2 separate regions of the Callithrix jacchus genome follow, and region 2 is linked to region 1. The links are chromatin contacts, called in public Hi-C maps. All regions are on one chromosome and are shown on one strand. Each heading gives the region's core, a stretch centred on a gene start, on an enhancer-like site or on the middle of the called end of the contact. The rest is flanking DNA. Distances are from core to core; before and after follow the strand shown. Region 1 has its middle 92 kb from the start of ARID1B. Region 2 overlaps ARID1B (AT-rich interaction domain 1B).

Region 1 (2,700 bases), core at 49-2,548:
GTGACTGTGCGACAATTTATTTAAAATTCCTTAACGATGCACATTTATCTTGTTTTCAATCTATCAGTGTTCTCTTGCTAATTCTGAGTTCCAGCTCTTTCTTAACAGTGATGTCTAAAATCTCCTGTGTCTCTTATGCTTTTACTGATGAGAAACATTGCTGTGGTCAAAGATCTTTAATCAAAACACTACTTCCTCTTTGTTACTGTATTCTTTCTCCCTCTTTGATAAAGACCCCCCACAAATGGTATTGAATGTTTTGTTCTGGGAGTCACAGGCCAGGGATTTTCCTTGACTTTTTTTTACTTCATGTGATTTTTCTGAAATTCCCCTATAAGCTGTCCTGTTTTTCTTCTTCTGACTTTTGTTTCTGTATATCCACATTCCTTTTTATTACAGATTTGCACGTGCGTATTCCAGAACCCCTGAGCAGCATGTTTTGTGCTTTTCCTGGCTGTTACCTGCGTGGCAGGGTACTCAGTGGCTGCCTGGCTTCCTTTTCTCTGGCCCTTGAGTAACCCCCTGTGCAGATTCACCACTTTCCTACTCATGGTACGTTCCCTGCTTTGTTCGTGCTGTTCCCTCAACTTGGAGTGGCCTTTACTGTCATCTAGAGCTGGTCTTCAGAATCCAGCACAAATGCCTGGCCTTTCACAAACCACCGTCCGACGCTTTAACTGTTCTTTCCTGTGCTTGGCAGCACTTGACGATCACCTCCAATATGTACTCTTGTAGGAGGCATCTACTGAGCACCTATGGTGTGCCCTGGCGGGTTGGGGCAGACACAAATAACAACTAGTCTTGGTATCCACCCGCTAGGAGTCTCCAGCGGAAATAGGAAGACAGCACTGGAACCCAGTGTAGTCCAGGCTGCAATGGAGGTCAGCAGAGACGCCCAGGGAATGACAGGGCCACGCCAGCACTCGCTGGCTGTTATTTAACGCACGTTTTCCCTTAGTGAAAGTCAAGATCCTGAGAAGTGATCGTTTCGAATTCGCCTTTTCGGGACTGCGGCAGCGCTTAACGCGCCTTATGCTAATGGCGCACGTCGGGGGGCTCCCGGGAGAGGACGGGTGGGCGGGCCCCAGGCGCAGGTCCAGTCCCATTACCCACATTTCCCGGAGCCCAGGCTACTTTTCACATCTTTCATTCTCCCTGAAATAGATGCACATTCGCCTCCAGATTTAGAATAGGAGCAATGACTATTTCACGAAAGCCTGGAAAATATGACTTGTCCAGAAATGGCTTAAGTCGGTCATAGATCTTCAGGCTCCTGGCAATTGCGGGACGGGGCTGTGCCCTAACTGCATCCATTTCCTCCCAGGCCTGATTGGAAATCTTGCACCGGCAACGCGAGCCCCGCTCCTCGGCTTCCAGGAGCCAGTAGGGGACGCGGGAGAGGGGCCTTTCTTCGGGGCGCGCGTACCCCCACTGGTGGCTTCTCCAGCTCCTCGCCCTGCCGCCCAAACTCCGCGGCGCCTTCCGCTCCATACTCGGTTCCGGCCCGGGTTTTGCGGCCCGCCCACCGCCGCGCTCGCCGAGCCGGAGGCTGGCGCCGCCGAGGCCGGGGCGTGGGGGCCGCAACGCGCACGCGCGCCCGCGGCGTCGGAGGCTCCCTGCGCCCCGACTCCGCGCGGCCGGAACCCTCGAGCCTCCGCCCCGCCCGGAGCCGCCCGGGACCCGGACCCCGCGCGCCCTGCGCGCCCCGCGCCGGGCGGGGACTGTTTTCTCTGCCCGTGTCCTCTCTTCTCCCCACGCCGGGGAGGAACATTCCTGGCTCTCCACCCCGGGCTGCGTCTGTTCCCGCTCCTCCCCCGCCGCGTGTTTTCCGCCCCAGTAAAGATCGTGCCACACAAATAAGCCTCGAATGCCCTTTGCCGAGCGGGCGGGAGGGCAGCGAGCGCAGAGCCCGAGCGGGCCATTTTCAGGGCGCGTCTCCGGAGCCGCTAAAAGTCTTGTTTTCTCCCAAAAGTGGAAGGTTGGGGGTGGGGGGACGGGCGTGGGGCCGCTTCCAACAGCTACACACGCTCGAATAGTTGTCAGTAAAATCAAACTGACGTCAGCCCCGGGGAAAAAGATAGGTCTCTTTTGTTCTCATGTTCTCCCCCCGCCCCCTGCGATCAAAGGCAAAAAACATTTTTTGGAGGTGGGGGGAAAGGCAAAAAGGGGGAAAAAATTGCAATGCAGAGAGATAGCTTCCATTAGAGCTCCTGCCCGGGCGATGGGAATGTTTAATGAATGCATCAAGCCTTTTGATCACCCTCGCTCGGCTGGGTTCAGTAGTGCCGGAAGGTTAGTTGCATCTCCCGTGGCTGATCTGAAATTCGATCAGCAGAGGGGGCAAAGAAAAGAAAAGCATTTTAATGGGAATCAATATAGGATCAGAGGTCTTGGAAGGAAATACGTGTTGATTAAAAATGCCACAAGATTAAAAAATGCCCACGACTTGTTTAAAAAGAGAAAAGGAAAAAACAGGAGAGAAAGGAGAGAGAGGAGAGAGAGGAGAGGGGGAGGAGGAGAGGAAAAAACCCTTAGCAATCTATTTTCTCTGTGTGTTGCTGCCAGAGAGGCAGTCAGCAGACCAACAGTTTGTGTAATGCTTCAAGCTACAGCGGGCAAATTTAAAGCTGTATGCTCAGAACAACATAATAAATACTTATTGAAAATGCGTTTCTATTTCTAAGCGGGGTTCACTCATGC
Region 2 (2,700 bases), core at 101-2,600, 340 kb before region 1:
GACATTTGGTCTTCCTGTTAGGAAGCGCAGGAGTGAGGAAAGGATGTGGAGTACAAGAGTATATATCCTAGTACGCAACTCACTCGTTCTTATGAAATACCTAAATAATATGAAATTTAACTTAAACTATAACTGGCAAACGTAATCGGTGAGCAACAATGATCAAGGTTAGAAATGTCCCTGCTATCTTTTTATAACATCTGTCTATATACAAATGACAAACACAGAAACTGCTACATGAAAATTCTATGCATATTCACATGTGCAGCAAGTACTATAAAGCATAAAAACTAACAAAAGAATGTTAATATTCAGAACTCTTAAAGGCCATTTCTCTTATACTTCTTTGATTCTATTTCTACATCAACACCGAAAATTTCAAGCTACATTGTTATAATAGACCATTAATTGAATTTGCAGAATTCAAAAATTAAGTTGATTTGAGTCTGATAAAAATACACACACACACACACACATTATAAGTTACTTGAATAAGCAGTATCAACAAGAGAATAAACTAGAATTTATAGTCAAACAAATTATATAGTCCACAGAGTGAGAAAAAAGTGTAAAACCCAAAGTGGCCATCGCTGATTGCTATTAGTTGGATTAAATGTGCCTTGGTTAATCTACTATAGTTTCATGTGTTGTTTAATTACTTGAAAAGGTCGTCAAATGTCCCTGGATTGCAGATTGCAACATACTACCTAAAACACCTATAGGTGACCAAGAGAGCACCCAGTGATCCTAAAGTCTCCGTGGCAGAGACAGGATTAAAAGTAATACCCGACAAGACTGTAGCATTTAATTAAGAACAGGAAAGCACAGGCAGGAGGAGATGAAACTTTACAAGCCTAGGCGTTTCTCAGCTTTAAAAAAAAAAAAAAAAAAAATGCTGTGAGTTGGTTTTCCCAGCAAGGAAGGTTGATGAGCATGCACTTGGCTCCAAAAAGCCGCTATTACACAAACAGAATCCAAGTGCCTGTCTAAGCCGCCCAGCCTCGGTGCGTCGGGTAACAGCCAATGGCGGCGGCGCACCACCTCCCCCCGCCTCCCGCAGGCCCCGCCCCCTGCAGCGGCCCCGCCCCGCCGCCCCGCCCTGTCCTCGGAGGCCTGGGCTCCGCGGCCCGGCCCGCGTCCTTCTTCCGTAGCTCCTGCCTTTTCCACCATCTGCCACTCTTTTTAATTACGCGGACGAGTTGCAACTCATCCAGCCCTTAAGTTCGGGTGGTGGTTTTGAGAGGGGAAAAGAGATGCACCAGAGGAAGTAGGGAAAAAATTAAAACCTTAAGCGCTGAGCGCGCTACGCGGGACGCCGAGGTTGGGGCGCGTGGCGAGGTGGGGGACCGCGGCGCGACACGGCGCAGGGGAAACGTTCGGGGGCCTGTGTGAGACTGGCTGCGCCCGCTCAGGAGAACGCGAAGCTGTGTCAGCAAAACTTTAGAATAAACACGCTGTGCGTGCGGCCTCGGCCTCCAGGAGGAGCCTGCGGGCGCGCGGGGCGGACGGTGCCTGCAGGCGGCGGCCGCGCTCGCCCGGGAGGGAATGTGGCTACGGCCGGCGCCTCCCTCCGCGGGGGCCCACAAAGGCCCATCTGTGCGCGATGCGGCCCGGGGAGCGCCGAGGCGCCGTCTGAGGAGCCCGGTCCCGTTTGGCCAGGCTGGGGACGCGGTTGTTTTCGTCCCCTGCCCCGGTCCCCACGAGCCTACGTGCGGGGGAGGGCAAACGGCAAGGGAACCCACGCCCGAGCTGGGACAGGCCGGGAGGCGGGAGCGGGGCCTGCTGGGAGAGGCCGCTGCGCTGGTGTGTGGCTCAGTCTTCGCACTCGCCCTGCGCCTCCGCGGCAGTTTCCTCCGCCCGCAGCCTGGTGGTCCGCACGCCCGGGGAATCCCGGGGTCCGTGGAATCACTGGTTCCCCCTTCGGAGGTGGGGGAACTTCGGAGGCGGATTCCTCCGTGGGCGCGGGCAAGTCTCCCCGCGGGACCGGCACGTGAAGAAAACAAAAGAAACGAAGGCGAGCTGTGGACACGCCGTGAGGACGGGAAAAGCGCGGCCTCAGAGGGGTCCTGCGTCCTTCACACCCTCCTGCAAAATCCTCTCTCTCAAGCCAGGCTCTGGCCACGAGTAAAAGCGCAGCCCAGGAGGGAAGGACGCTGTCGGCGCGCAGGCGTCCGGGCGGGGGATTCCGGGCCGCTATTTGAGGGCGAGCGCTGAAAGTTTCCGTGTCCCCGGATCCCTGATTTATCAAATTCTGCAAAGCAGCAAGAGTCCGTAGGCCACTAAGGTTATAAGAATGTATCGTTTCTAGCCACAAGTCCCAAGATTTTTTGTAGAAGATAATTAAGGACTCAACAGACAGCACTCCTTAAAAAAATAATTAGGGAGAGGTAACAAGTCTTTGAGGAAAAAGCAATGGGAAAAAATTAGGAAACGAAAAATTATTTTGAGGAAATTACATATAGTTTGAAACCACCACTATTTAAAATTCACAGTAGGAGACATGGCCAAACTAGGCTTCTCTGTTATCTGATGCCATCTCATTGAGTTCTACCTACTATTTATAGTTCCAATGGCATCAGTTGGAGAAAAACATGCCTGGTGGCTAGAGGCGAAGAATTCAAACACAACCCCTTATTAAAAAGTTAACGTTTTGGTTAATTTAAAAATATATAGGCTGGGCGCTGTGGCTCACGCCTGTAA

The links. Hi-C and Micro-C count contacts between places; a contact is called where the count stands out from the background.
Region 2: a contact with region 1 is called in a Hi-C map of skeletal muscle, with 5 times the contacts expected there. The contact joins two enhancer-like sites. A contact is called at or near these places in 2 of 3 Hi-C or Micro-C datasets (both in skeletal muscle).

Annotation. Positions count from the first base shown.
Region 1 is chr4:163,512,514-163,515,213 of calJac240_pri, reverse strand. No RefSeq gene overlaps it. Among named protein-coding and RNA genes, the nearest start is that of ARID1B, 92 kb to the left of the region's middle. Within about 2 kb of position 1,298, at least 16 of the 16 cell types and tissues checked have an H3K27ac peak or open chromatin away from gene starts, as enhancers often do. A contact at or near this core is called in skeletal muscle, where this site is marked.
Region 2 is chr4:163,850,006-163,852,705 of calJac240_pri, reverse strand. The region is part of intron 4 of ARID1B (AT-rich interaction domain 1B); the gene reads right to left. Among named protein-coding and RNA genes, the nearest start is that of ARID1B, 250 kb to the right of the region's middle. Within about 2 kb of position 1,350, at least 13 of the 16 cell types and tissues checked have an H3K27ac peak or open chromatin away from gene starts, as enhancers often do. A contact at or near this core is called in skeletal muscle, where this site is marked.